2 separate regions of the Sus scrofa genome follow, and region 2 is linked to region 1. Evidence: chromatin contacts called from public targeted proximity ligation data. All regions are on one chromosome and are shown on one strand. The core of a region is the stretch at or near the end of the contact, and the rest is flanking DNA. Distances in the headings are between cores, read along the strand shown.

What was found.
Region 2: a contact with region 1 is called in a targeted proximity ligation map of alveolar macrophages. A contact is called at or near these places in 2 of 47 Hi-C or Micro-C datasets (both in embryonic fibroblasts) and 1 of 2 datasets of targeted methods (alveolar macrophages).

Annotation. Positions count from the first base shown.
Region 1 is chr3:99,952,246-99,959,716 of Sscrofa11.1, forward strand. All of the region lies in intron 3 of SLC8A1 (sodium/calcium exchanger 1), which reads left to right. Among named protein-coding and RNA genes, the nearest start is that of SLC8A1, 130 kb to the left of the region's middle.
Region 2 is chr3:100,121,698-100,129,168 of Sscrofa11.1, forward strand. The region is part of intron 3 of SLC8A1 (sodium/calcium exchanger 1); the gene reads left to right. Among named protein-coding and RNA genes, the nearest start is that of SLC8A1, 300 kb to the left of the region's middle.

The DNA of each region.
Region 1 (7,471 bases), core at 2,401-4,900:
AAATCCCTCCTTGCTCTAGATTGCATTGTCTTAAAATTCCCTTGTTGAGTTGAAAAAGAAACCAAACAGACCAACAGAAAAGAAGTATTACCGATATTTTGAGTCACTTCTGTCTTGAATTCATCACAACCAAAAGTCCTGAAATCTGGATATGTGCTGTTCTGTAACTCCCTTAGCCCTTCTTTTCTGTTTGTTTGCCGTGTTTTATGGTTGTTAATTAGCTGATTGAGCATTCCTTCGATCTCTAAATCTCTTTAAAACATCAAGTGTGTCTTGTGACCACCATCAGCTGCAAACATATCATCAATTAACTTACCAAAACAGAATGTTTGGTGATTAATCTGTAATGACAGGGCTGTTCTCCCGAATGATTAAATTCATTATCAAACAGCCAGAGGTAGAGTGCTTTCCCTGGAAGATTTATTACTCTGGATTACCGTTCTCCCTTGTACTGATGAAGCTAGATCTGGTAAATAAGAAAGATGAAAATGCAAGGGGCTCCTTTTTTATATTAAATTTATTTTTTATTAGGGTATAATCAATTTACAGTGTTGAGTCAATTTTTGCTGTACATAACATATATATGTATATATATATATATTTATATATTCTTTTTCTCATATTATCTTCCATTATGTCTGTCCCAGGAGACTGGATGTAGTTCCCTGTGAAGGAGCTCCTTTTTAAAAGATAACGATGGTTCTTTTTTAAAATGGCTAGTCTTATGTTTTCAGTGCCTCAACTCTAAAAACAAAGTACCCCTTTATTTTTATTTATTTAATGATTTGGCTGTGGCCACAGCAGGCAGAATTTTCCAGGCCAGAGATCGAATCTGAACCACTGCAGTGACATCACAGATCCATAACCTGCTAGACCACCGGGAAACTCCTACAAAGTACTTCTTTAAATGTGTATCATCTTTGGTGATTCCTAAAGCAGTTGGTACTACTTTATTATCACAATGTGAAGTAGTGGGTATCTGGTAGGATGCTGCGTGTGAGTCAGGCGGGGAAGCTGACTGTCCTTGTTCTTTTTACTACCACATTGGCATAACTTATCATCAGCAAGGCTGGATTTGGGTAAAAACTTTCCAAATGATTTCTTTGCCCAGTTCTCCCTTCTTCTACAAGCCTGTTCACAGTCAAAATAATCTCCCTGGTTGTGATCTAGTCTCCTTTGTGCAAAGTTTACAATTTATAATTATGAATTATTCACATACACCCCCAACACACACACCACGAGCCTTAAACCTTTTCCATATCTCAGGTGTCTACATTCATTCATTCTGTTCTTTAGTGTTTTCTTATTCAACTGAGCCCAAAGTTCTTTCTCCTCATTGTCTGTATGTTTTGGAACATTTAGAAGAGCCCTTTCTGTAATTTAGTATTATTTCTGGATGTTTCCTTTGAATCCTCTGTAAATCTGTGGGTGCCTAGGGGTAGAGAAGTCCAGACCTTTACTTCCTTGCACGTGGTGTTTTACCCTGAGTGAGGCAAGGAGTGTACCTGTAAATAGACCAATACCTCTCTCTCAGATTTCTTGGGAAGATGACATGAATTTAGTTACTTCATCAAGCTACCTTCCTGTTCATCTGGTCCATATTCATTGAAGATATATGAAGAATCCCTAAACCCACTGCTTTAGAGGTACAGATGGCAAAGAATGGGGAACTGGAAGTTGGCAATGCATACAAAGAAATCCACCACTGCATGCCACTTCCCATTGATCCTTCCCTGTCTGGTTTATCTGCTGGTTTGTTTGTTTTTGTTTGTTTGTTTGCTTGTTTGTTTGTTTGTAAGCAGAAGAAATAAGATTCTGGGCTCCAGATCTTACTGTGCAGTTTTGGTTGTGACTGAAATTCTCTGAGCATTCATTTTCTATAAATCAGATGTATTACTGACTTTTCCAGTGAGTTGTAGGGCCAGCTAAATAGTGTAGTGTGTGTAAAACAACTTGCCAAAGGGCCAGCTAAAAAATAGATACTCTAGAGAATTTAGTCTTCTCAAACTGTAAATCGGTCTCATGTCATTCATTTTACTGAGAGGAAAGAAAGCTGATTATAAGTTTAGTATTGGTTATTCAGGTTATTATTCCAATTGACATTGAACTGTAGGCTGTAAAGTTTGAGCATGGGAGATTTCATCACAACTGTGATTATGTATTTTTGAAGAGTCAGGCTTTTGGTGAGATTGACCCAAATAGAGGACCTGTGGGTGGAAAGGGGGTATAAATTGTTCAAGACAACTTTGTGTGTTAGTAAAGGTAGGGTTGCATATGCTTTAATTTTTCAATTGACATTCACACTTTTTAAAAACTCGGTGTTGTAAAAACACAAAATCTAATCACCACAGCTTTTTAAAGAGATATCCTTCAAAGCAAAAAAAAAAAAAAAAAAAAAAAAAAAAAAGTAATAATTATGTTCATGATTATAAGCATACTGACATTTCTGGGCTTCCTTCTTTAGTTTAAAGTTGATGACAAACTTTTTTTTTCCAAGCAGGTTGGGTGAGTTTTAATGGAAACAATTCAGGCTGATGTTGGTATTTTATAAGAATTCCATTTCTCCCTTTAATATCCTTTCTCCTTTGTATTCCTTGGACACCGCTCCCCATAAGCCACCTGGGATTTCTCTTCCATTCACTAGTAGGTGAGGCAGTTTGCTATCCCTTCCTATGTTATGATCAAAAGCCGGAGATAATGACTTTCCATTGTTACACTGGGGAAATGAACAAAACAACAAAACATCCTATAAACAATGGCTCTCACTGCAAAGGAGGAAGTGTCTTCAGCAGGAATCCCTAGAACCCAGTCTTTTTGTGGAAGTGCCTTCATCCCAGAAGGAATGTGGGAAAATCTGCCATTTCCGAGAATATTTGAACACTTCCAAGAAGTATCCTTTCGAACCTGAAGGTCAGAAGAGGTAGAGAGAAAGGAAGAAAAATTTTAAAAGTGAGAGAGTGTTCTTCAAAGTTGGCTACACGAAAAATTAATATGCCTTGCCCTCTCTGGGGCCGTCAAGCCCACAGAATATGGAATTCAGCTGTCTTTTGATGTTTGCCCTAGCAGTTTTATCTGTGAAGAAAATACAGCATGATAAACAGTGTGATTTCCCAAAGGGAGGGGACTTTGTGGCTTCTTAAATTGGAAAGTGTTACATGTACTTGGATAAAGCTGATTAATGAATCTTACTTGTAAATTTGGCCAAGGTTAACAAATCCCTGTGATAGAATATATATACAAATTATAAAAGACATAGCATCTGAGGTTTTTTCCTCCTTCTTTTCCTTTTTCTTCCCTTTAGGAGTTCTGTGACCATATATAGCCATGGCATCAGCCTACAGTCTGTAGGATTAAAGCTTTCTGTTTAGATTCATAGATGAAAGTCTGGGGTAAATGTGATTATTATAAACATTTCTTGATTACTAGTAGCAATCTTTCTAATCCTTCCTGCATTAAGAGGGGCTTATTGTAATTTTCTTCTTTTTAAAAAATTACTTGGCTTTTGCAGCCATACATGCCTTGAAAAAGCATTGAATTTGCTCCAAAGAGAATAAACAATGCTTATAAATTAAGGAATGGCTAAGACATTGCCTCCTGATTTCATGTACGAATATAGCCCTGCTTTTGGTTCTCCGTGACTGCCTGAGAGACCGACTCTGGCCCTTGTTCTGTTGTAAAACTGTGTTGTCTGGCTGCAGGGCTGCTGCTATGGCAACAGAGGAACCAGCGATGTCACATGCTCAGAAACTGCTTGCCAGAGACGGTGTTTCCACAGAATAGGGTCAACTCTGCATGGAGACAGTTTTACACACCCCATCACAAAAAAAATATAATTTATCCTTTCATTCTTTCACAGTCCTTCTTGAAATACATTTGTCTCTGTTTGTTCCATCTCCAGAATCAGATAACATCTCATAATAATAAAAAGAGCTAGGATTTATTGAGCATTTACTATGTGCAAGTTCTTTACTTTCATGATCTCATTCAGTTCTCACAAAAATCATAGGAGGTAAAAGATATTATTTTCATGTTTTCTTTTAGGACTTGGGAAACTGGGGCTTGATCAAATTGAAGTCAGCCTTTGCCAGGCTCCAAACCCATGTTCAGAGTTACTGAAAACTATGTATGACTGGTCAGGTCCATGATAGCTGACAGGGCAGTCCTGAGCTTTTTCTCTTTTCCCTCTTATTTTTTCACCCCTAATCCCTCCCTATTTCTGAAGTTATGATGCTAATATGTAGCAATTTATTTTGAGAAGTTTTTTTCCATTTTTTTAAAAGCTGATCTCTAGATTGGAAGGAAATTTTAAGTCTATGTAGAGAACAGACTTGTGGTTGCCAAGGGGGAGGGCGAGGGAGTGGGATAGACTGGGAGTTTGGGGTTAGTAGATGCAAACTATTCCATTTAGAGTGGATGAACAATGAGGTCCTGCTGTACAGCACAGGGAACTGTATCCAATCCTTGAGATAGAGCATGATGGGAGATAATATGAGAAAAAGAGTGTATATATGTGTGTGTGTGTGTGTGTGTGTGTGTGTGTGTGTGTGTGTGTGTGTGTGAGAGACTAGGTCACTTTGCTGTACCACAGAAAGTGGCTTAACGTTGTAAATAAACTATAATTTAAAAAAAAAAGAAGAAGAAAAGAAAATACAAGTCTATGCTTGAGCTCCAAATGCTTGGGCAAAGAGCCTGAAATGAAGTAAACTGGACCCATTTCAGAAGTGGAGCTGAGGGACCACTAGTATCATACTTAGAAATCCTTGAACCTTGGGCACAATTTGGCCAAAAAGAGATCTTTTCCAACTGTTACCCCCTTGCAACAAATTTATCTGAAACTTGGAGCAGAGGAAGGACAGAGAGTTTTACTTCTCTCAAGTCAGAAAATGATATTTAGGTGGAACTCTTAGGAGTGATTGCAAATGACTCCTAGTGTGTTAAGCGAAAAGACTAGGTAAAATGCCCTGAATTTTGTATCATTTAAGTATTGGGATTAAATTCCTTAATCTATCAAGTTTAACTTCTCTGACTCTCCATTTCTTTAATTTGTAAAGTGGAAATGATAATTGTAGGACAGCCTTAATAATGTTGTTAGTAGCGAAGTTGTCGTAATTAAATAAAGAAGACAAGTGTGCAAGTGTTTTGTAAATTGTAAAACACCGAAGTTCGAATTAATTTCTTGAAATACTGACCAAGAATAGAATGCAGGCTTTCTTTGCTTCCATTGGAACATATTTATAGGATCAGGGTACTTTGTAAATTGAACGTATTTTGTTACTCTATCAGAGTTCAACACACTTTAGCAAGAAGCTCGAGTTAGTCTGATAAGATACCTAAGGCATACAATTTTCACCCGGAGATTGTGTTTGACTCAGAAATAGTTTAGGCTGTTAATTATATAGGAAAAAGCAAAGTCGCTTCAAAAACAACAGGAGGCCAGTGAAGCCTTCTCAGGAGTTTGAGGTGAAATGAAGGGGAAAAGAGAAAAGAGACATTTGAGAGCCTCTTGGAGAGAAGTTGTTAGCAGGGAGGGTGTGCTGGAAGGAAAGCTGGAAATGCAAATTGATTTCTTATGGATCCGGTGTCCTGTCCTCTGTTTAACCTGTGGGAACATGTCTGAACCTCAAGAACTCACCCACCTATGCTCTGGTTCTAGAACTAACTCTGAAAGATTTATCATTCCTGCCCATGCAGTGACTCAGTGATAAGCACAGAGGAAAGAAGCCTTTTTTCTTAATTTTAATATGTATTATATTGCTGTTGAGTCTGTTGCCCAGACTTAACATCCAGAATTTATAAATGTGCAGCTGTTAGAATACCATATCTCTCCATGACATATTTTCTAAGACTGCCAGGCATCCCATAAAGTTTAATGGTTATCTCAACTTTTTTACCTCTTTGTGGTCTTTATTTCATAGAGCTTTATCCTTAAACATATATCACAAAGATACAAACCAAAGGGAAAATTTCAAACTATTTCTTTCATGTTTCTAACCAGTGGTTTGCCTCATTCCTTTTCTACCCCATCAGCAAATAAAGAAAAATTCCTTCTCATGGTATTCAGCTCACAAAATATGCTGCCAAGCTTAACCCACAGCTGACTCCCCAGATTGGCTCCAGTCAATGGCTCTACAATTTAGCTGGAAAGACATTTATAAGAGCTGCTAAAGAGAATTCAAATGGACTGGCCAGGATTTTGTTTCCGGCCTATTCCATGGTATTGGTGTTGACACATATTGATAAGCCAGAGATAGAAGAACAGAGGCTGTGAGGCTGGCTAAGCCATGACCCAATAAGCATTACTTAATCAAGTGAGATTTGATGGGAGTAGAGTGAAATATCCCAAGAGAACTGATGGCTGGAAAATAAGTCAAAGCCCTAAGATATAGCATTGCCAAGACGATCTGTTTTTTCTTAAAATGAAGCTCTTGAAGCTCATGCACATTAATAATTAAGAGATTATGTGCTGATCCTTCTGTTCCCAGCTTAATGCTTTATGTCCTCAGCTAATGGTTGTCACGTAGTTGTTCTCTCCCTGAGGTGGAGGTGGCAGACACAGCTGTAACAACCATCTTCCATGATGACAATGTGAGGGTGGTAAGAACAGTAATAATAGAAAATGTTTCTCAAGTTTAATAAAAAAGGAAGAGGATTATCCTGGAACTGGCACATCCTACTTCTTCCCAACAAAATTCAGTGTCAGAATATTAACATTAATTAGGTTATATTCCTATAACAACTAGTGTATTAATAAGTAATGTTTAAGTAATATTACATAGATTTTAGGACGAAGTTGGGACCAATATAAGGATCTGAATTTTGGGTCTTGAAAAATCTCCAAGTGCCTAATAAGGAAGTGGGGAACCTGGCTTGACACCAGTTCCTGTAAACAGGATATGGGGTTTTTGTTGCCTCCAAGCTTCATGTGAGTCAGTGGTGTAATGTGTCTGTGAACAAAGCTGGTGTAACCATAGACTGCATCTTAGCAGAAGTAATGTATCCAGATCTTTAGATGTCCTCATCTCCCTACTCTTAGTATTAAGTGTATCACAACTTGAGTATTCAATTCCAGTTTGGACCTGCATGTTTAGATGTCATAGATAATCTAGAGGCGTCTAGATGAGATGGTGAACAATTATGGCAGAGTGGCACAGACTGATAGCATACATCCATTTGCCTTAATTGAGAGTGGGTGGGTGGTTTCCAACAGGATAAGGGAAAGACTTACTGAGCAATTCGGTAAATTGCATTTCCATTGGAAGAAGCCATTACCAATACTGATCAGAAATCAATAGAGCAGGGACAGAAATGGGGCTGGACTGCTATGTCAAGAAACCGTAAGAGTTCCCTGGTGACACAATAGGTTGAGGATCTGGTGTTGTGACTACTGTGGCTTAGGACACTGCTGTGGTATGGATTTGATCCCTTGCCCAGGAACTTCCACATGCTACAGGTGTAGTGAAAAAAAAAAAAA
Region 2 (7,471 bases), core at 2,889-5,388, 170 kb after region 1:
GAATGTTCTGGACCTCTGTTTACCAAAGGAGTAGGTTAGATCAAATCAGAACTGGCAAGTACACGTTTTCCCAGCTGCTAACCTGGATCAATCAGTAAAACTACCTGGAGCTCTGGGTAGAAGGAGATTTTGAAACCTAGGGGAAAGACAACAACAGTGAGTAGTAAATGCTAGATGAAGCCACCAGGCAATCTGTATTTCCCTAGTCATTACCCCTCCTACTATCCTAAGCTATTTTGATGAAGCCTTTTCTCCTTTCAGATATACGGTCCCACCACCACATCCACCCATCTACCAGCATCTACAGCTCTACACTGTGCCTTTCCTAAACGTTACTATTCTGTTCTGAGACACTATCATCTTTTGCCTGGAACTGCAGTAGTCTCCTGGTTCCATGCTTATCTCTACTCTACAGTCTATACTCAACAGAGTAGCCAGAGTTATCCTCGAAAGCTTAAGTCAAGTTATATCTCTTCTCCGCTCAGAACATTTCTCCCCATTTTGCTCTGAACCAAAGTCCTTTAGAGAGTCACCATGGCCCACTTAAACCACCCTTTTCCCTCCACTCTTCTTTCTACCCTCCCTTTCTTCCTGGATCACTATCTCCAGCCAGAGTAGCTTCCTTAAACCATAAGCAAGACTGGGATGCTGCTGCCTTAGGACCCATATGCACTGACTTGACTGTCTTCACCTCTGCCTCCCTCCCCCCAAAAAATATGGATGGCTAATTCCCTCATTTTGTGAAGCTTTTTCTTAAATGCCACATTCTCAATTAGGCCTACCTTGACCATCTTATTTAAATGACAACTGCCACTCTCTCTCTAGCACTCCTCATCTCCCTAACTCTCCTTATTTTTCCCAAAGTATCTCTAGCATATTACATATTTAAATTATGTATATACATGGTATACATCGGTCTCACCTCAAGAAGAGGGCAAGCATTTTTTTTTCTGCTCTTGTTTCATTGATCAAAATCCAGTCCCAAGAACAGTCTAACACATAATTGGTATGTGTAAATAATTGGTAAATGAATGAATAAATGAATAGTATCTGGCATGGGTGTGGGAGGGAAGCAGGGAAGCATTCACCTCTGGAATGAACAGTCTCAAAGGCATCCCAAATTTGACATCCCCTGATTTTTTTCCCCTCAAAAGTGAGCATGCATTTAGTGCTCGGAGTTCTGAATTCTTTAAGGAACATTTAAGCCTGGATATAGGACAGGGTAGAAGGCTTTCATTGCCCTCTGCTTTTTCATCTCAACTCTTGTTTGCTTTCCACCAGGGAAGAAGAGGCTGAAGGCCCCAAGGATTCTTCTCACACCTAAATTTGTCCACATTTATTGGACCTTCAAAACAGAGCTGATTGAGTGATGTGCCAAAGAGAAAACTGCTGTCCTCTATATAATTTCACTTCCATAAAAATAGTAACCAAAATCCCAGGGATACCCAGAAAAAAGGAGGGTTTCTGTTGCATTCCCAGGCAAGCTACCAGTCTTGCCAGGATCTCTCTCTGTCCCCTCCCTTTCCTGCCCAGTGGTACCTGAAAGATTAACATCCAAGGAATATTCAGTTGACTTCAAGTTTACTCCGATTGGCATATAAGTACCAAGTGATTCCTAGAAGAGATTGTAAATGATCTGTGCTTGCCAAAAAGAAGAGAAGAGGTGAGCCTTTGAAACCTTGACTAAGAAAAGAGGTATATAACTAGAAAGTGAGAGACCCAGAAGACAATTTTATGAATTGCTTCAATATTCACTGTCTTGAGGCGTAACTTGGGTTCTTTCTATAAGACAGATACTAGTACTTTCTCACTTCTGCTCCTTCTTTCTTCCTTCGAGCTGCCATCTCATCCCTGTGGGTACTGGAGGTAGAGACACACATTTATAACAGTTCTCTTGGATAACTTGGATTAAAGGGAGAAAGGCAGTCCCTCCAGTGATGTTGGCTATGAAGGAGGTCTGGTTCATCAACTTTAAGGTTACTTCCATCTGGCGAGTTTCAAAAAGCTGCAGCATCCTTTGAGAAGAGACCTAGCATGTGTTCTAGGGCCATGTTTTAGGAAACCCACCAAATAAAATAATTTGCAACTAGTGGGAACTCAGATGAGCAGCACCCTAAGTATGCTTTAAAAAGGATGAGGGGAGGAAAGGTTATGTTTTACTACCTTAACACATTTTTCTAGGTCTGGCCCTATAGATGATTAAACCAAACATTCCAGAAGGCATGATTCCCACATTCTAATTTAGAAACTTGGGGACTTCATGCCTCATATTTTCTCAAGAAATCATTTTATGTTCTTTCCATCTTTTTAGTAAAGTGGATTTCTTAAGTATATAAATATAATTTATTTTGTGTAGCATTTAAAGTCATTTCAAGTAAGCAAGTTGGAAAACCCAGAAAAAGAGATTGTGTGTCTTAACGCAGATCACTTTTGGAGCTTAAGAAACTGTAATCATGATTTCTGTAGAGCTTATTCATGTAGAATATTGTCATTTGTGTAGGAAAAGTGAGAAAGTTGTAGACAAAAATCATCCAATGTCTTGTCATTCAGGGAGCTAACATTCCTCTCCCTCCCCCCAACACTCTCTCCAAGAGCATTCTTTGCATAGATAGGTGATATCCCACACCCTGAGGAATAATTAGAAAGTGGTTGGCCATCTGAAGACGGCTTCCATTGGATGGAACATATCTCTTGGTGGGAAAAAAGTCCTAGGAAATTAAGGGGGTGGTAGGAGTCAGTATCATCTTTAAATGAACTTCAGACATCATTAGTTGTACATGTCATTATTTTATGTACCAGGAACAAATAAACAATGCCCACAAGTAACTATGACACAGTGCTTTCTCATCACCTAAAAGTGTTATTTTATACTTAGAGAGAGAGACTGTTAGTCTTTTTTTTTGTTTGTTTGTTTGTTTGTTTGTCTTTTTGCCTTTTTCTACGGCCACTCCCGTGGCATGTGGAGGTTTCCAGGCTAGGGGTCTAAACGGAGCTGCAGCCGCCGGCCTACTCCAAAGCCACAGCAACATGGGATCCAAGCTGCGTCTGCGACCTACACCACAGCTCACAGCAACGGCAGATCCTTAACCCACTGAGCAAGGCCAGGGGTCGAACCTGCAACCTCATGGGTACTAGTCAGATTCCTTAGCCACTGCGCCAAAAAGGGAACTCCGAGAGACTGTTAGTCTTAATTAGATTTTTCCTTACTCTTTTTCACACATAATAAGGGAAATACACTTGGAAAAAAAATGGCTATGTTCAAACTTCCTCCTTTCACAGCTCAGCAACTCTGCACCACTTTGTAGTTCAGAATCTTTAAGGCTCATGTTTTTTCTACCTGAATCCACATTGTGTGCCATCATGAGCTTCAGTGATGTAGTGCCTCCTAAAGGAATCCATGAAAAAAATAACAATGGGGCAGTTCCCACTGTGGCTCAGCAGGTTAAGAATCTGACTAGTACCCATGAGGTTGCAGTAGGTTAATGATCTGGTGTTGCTGCAGGCTGTGGTGTAAGTTGCAAATGAATATTGCTGTGGCTGTGGTGTAGGCCAGCAGCTGTAGCTCTGATTCAGCCTCTAGCCTAGGAACTTCCATATGCATAGATGTGGCCCTAAAACAACAACAACAATGACAACCTAATAACCATGAACACTGGGCTCTTAAGAAGACCACAGTCATGTTACATAATGCTCACTTCCTTGTGAGGAGCTCTGCTTCAGGAATATGCCTGATTTTCCTCTTCCTTTAAATTTCCCTCAACCGTTTGGTTTCTAGCGGTGAAAAGGGTGCTCTACCCTTTTGCCTCTGACATTTTATTCTAAGCCCTCATACTTAATTCACTGTTTCTGACACTCATGCTTTTGATGATTGCCTTTTAGGATAATCACAGGAAGCATTTGAGTCATTTGATGAGTTTTATTCTTAATTTTTGTTAAAACCTTCAAGCCACCTCTGAATTTCTTATGCCTACATATACATCATTATAAGGAACTCCAACATAGTCTTCCTTTGAGACCACTATTCATGAGATCAAGTAGGAAATAATCCCTAAAATCAAAAAGATGTAAGAATCCTTAAGATTTGTCTTTCATTTTGGCTGACTGAAACCTGCATTTAATAAGCATTGAAATCAAGGCATGAGTAAGAAGTGAATAATGCAATCACTGCTTGAGCTAATAGGATTTTGTGACAATAGCTTGATCGAATAATTACATTCAGGACAGATTAAAATAAATGCCTCAAGGTGATGAAGTGACATCTTTTGATTCTAGAAGTAGATAGATGTTGAGGAAAGTGGCAGATACCCTGATTTTCAGACTAAAATTCGGTAATTTTTCACAAATCTGGGATTTGTAAAAACACAGGCCAATTTACATTGTTGTTCCAGAAACCAGGTGAGGACACAGTCTAAGCGGTTCTTTGTTGGTTTTTCATAACCTCAATGCTTTTGTCGGTCCCTTTATCATTGCAAAGGAGAATCATAATGATTTATTCTCCCTACATTTGGTGTAGTCTCCGAAAACAACCTGATTTTCTATAATCTTATTTTCTTCATTGAAATCTTTTCATTAATTCTACTTAATTTCCATGTCTCAGTGAGAATGTTTCTATCAGCAGATCATACAAGTGCAATCCATTCCTTTGCCAGGTCATGTTTTCCTAGTTCTAGGGAGGGAAAGGTTATCACTGTACCCATGAGTCAGTTATAAACAGCACAACTGAAGCAGAAAGTTGACAAAATTCTGGAGAAGATGTATTCAAATTCAAAACTTCCACATCATGCCTAAAGGTGCTTGAAGCATTCTGCAATCACTTATCTCAAAATGGGTCAACAGGCTAAACATTTGGACCTTGTTCTGCCCCTAGCACTTTTTAGACCTAAAAAAATTATGTTTTTCAATAGGAATGGTTTTCCTTAATAGGGAGCAGGCTGGCTGTTATTCTTTTTATCTTTAGGCTAATTCACCAGTACCGATGGCTGTATATTCAGCTAATGCCCAGATGTGAAAAGTGAAGCCCTAAACTCTTAAAAAAGATTGTGAGTGTGAACAATGGAAAGTAAGTGGGGAAGCAGATTCCACCGCTCAATCCTGAACTGTCCAATATGCCAGCTATAAGCCGTATGTGCTAATCCACATTAAGAAATGTCATGTGTGTATAAAGTACAGCTGAGATTTCAAAGGTTTAGTAAGAGCAAAGAATTAAAAATACCTCAACAAATTTTACCTTGTTGTATTAAATAGATTGATTCTGTTAAGATGATATTTCAGATATATTGGATATACAAAATATGTTATTAAAATTAATTTTTCCTTTTCATTTTACCTTTTTAAAAATTCATATATGTGGCTTACATTGTGTTTGTATTGCACAAATCTTGTCTAACCTATTCAAAATGAGGCAACTTATCTCTTCTGCAGTGGGCTCTGCCAAAGGTATGGAGTCATTAAAACGGGGCTAATCCATGGTCTGTCACTGGTTGGGCTTTGCAAATTTAATTAGTTTAATGGAGCGCTGGCTAAGAACAAGGTCCATATGGTTGTTTTCCCTTCAGTTAAGGGCAAAAATGTGTAGTCACTTCTGCTGAAAACGGAGGTCTGTAGTTGTTATTGTAGTTACTCTTAATTGGGATGGAAAAATAATCTGAAAACCTGTACTTGATTTTCATAGGGGTTCATGGGGGAAAAAACTATAAATTTAAAATGCCCTTATAGGCTTTTAGGAATTTTCAGACCTTGGAATATTCTATCAGTGTCACATCTGGAATAATTCCACCATTCTTATTAAGTAAGCAGCAAGCTAAACCAATCGTAAAAGAGAACAATGTATCCCAAGTTTAAGACATTTTTCTGAACAGACCTCAAGCCTACTGCCTGAATAGCAACAGCAACAAATGGTTTTTAAAAGCGTGCAAGTGTGTTTCAAATGTCATCTAAAGAACACACAGATCTTTCTGCATTTTTTTCCTTTCCTCTCTTAAACTTGGTTTGTAAAATTGTTTTTAACCCTCACTATGTTAGAATGTAAGAACTTAGATGAAAGGAAACTTCCCCATTAGCAGCACTGAATATGTTCATCTTTTTCCATTTATTATTCTCTTGGTTTTCTCCATATGTTGTAATTATGTATTTTTGGCTAAGACTCCTCTGAGCTCCTCTTGCTGTTCTCTTGGGCAACTAATGGAAACTTTAGTAGTAGGCATACTACTAACGGCATTATTTCAGTCCAGTGATTTGGGAATAGTTCATGGATGTGGAACATTTTCTCTTCGGGTTTTGCTAGCAATCAAACCGGGTAAATGGGAAGAGCCAATGGCATTGTAATGTCATGTGGGAACAGAATGCCTGATTTCTGAATACATCACGATGAAGTTCTTTAGCTATAAGTGACTCTAATCTTTTATGCCCTTTAATTTGTTTATCTCTGGATATACTTTGAGACTCCTTCCATTTGCTAATGAAAGTCATGTCTCCAGGTTTATTACCTCCAGGATCAGGAAAGCAGAGTTTCTAATAAGCGACATTTGGAAGGAATTGCAAGTATACATGCTTAAGGGATCCTGAGCAAAGTTGTACTAACAGCAGCCAATTAGTGAGGGTGAGGGAAGGTGACCCAGAGTTAGCCCTTTGTTTTAGGGAATGTGAGCAGTTGACATAAAGGCAACAATCCCCTGGGACTGATTGTCTGAGTTGGCTCCAAGCATAGCATGGCTATAGTGTCACCGAGTTCTTTGACACAGCACATCAGTCCTCATGGCTCCTCATGGTTTTAAAGCATGCCTAAAGTTGCTTACATAGATGCCATTATTGTTGGCATCGGCTTCCTCTAGGACTAGCAAGGTACACTTTCTGGGCCTGGAGACAGTTTCTTAGTCATGAGCACATGCTTTCAAACCAAAGGGTAATTCCAATTTATGAACAGTGACTTTTAAATGAAGTGACATGGTGACTGTCCAGAGCCACAATTCCTTTGACTCCATGAGATGAGCTTCTCCCTGCTCACATGGGTGTCCAGTTTAGCTCCAATGTACTTCTAAACCTTGTGAGTACTAGGTTGTCAGTTTCAGTGCTTCCTGAATGAGGGAAAGGTATTGACCCAGAAGGAAAAAAAAAAGGAATATATATGTGTGTGTGTGTGTGTAAATATATATATATATACATATATATATATATTTATAGAGCCATCGTTATATATTCTGATTCAATAAGTGTTTCTTGATTGCTTTCCCTTCTCTTTAGAAATGCAGTTAGAGCAGACAGAAGTTTTGTTCTGAAAGCATTTATAGCCCAGTACTGGTGATCAAGCAGAAACAAAATCACCATGCAAAGGGGTATATGCCATGTGAATTTACCAAAAAAGTGTGATGGTAAATTCAGAAAAGAAAATAATTCTGAATGTTGAATCATAGATGGCTTTGTGGAGGAGGTGGCCTTATAGCTGCAACTAGAAGGACTGAGTGCCTATGGGATG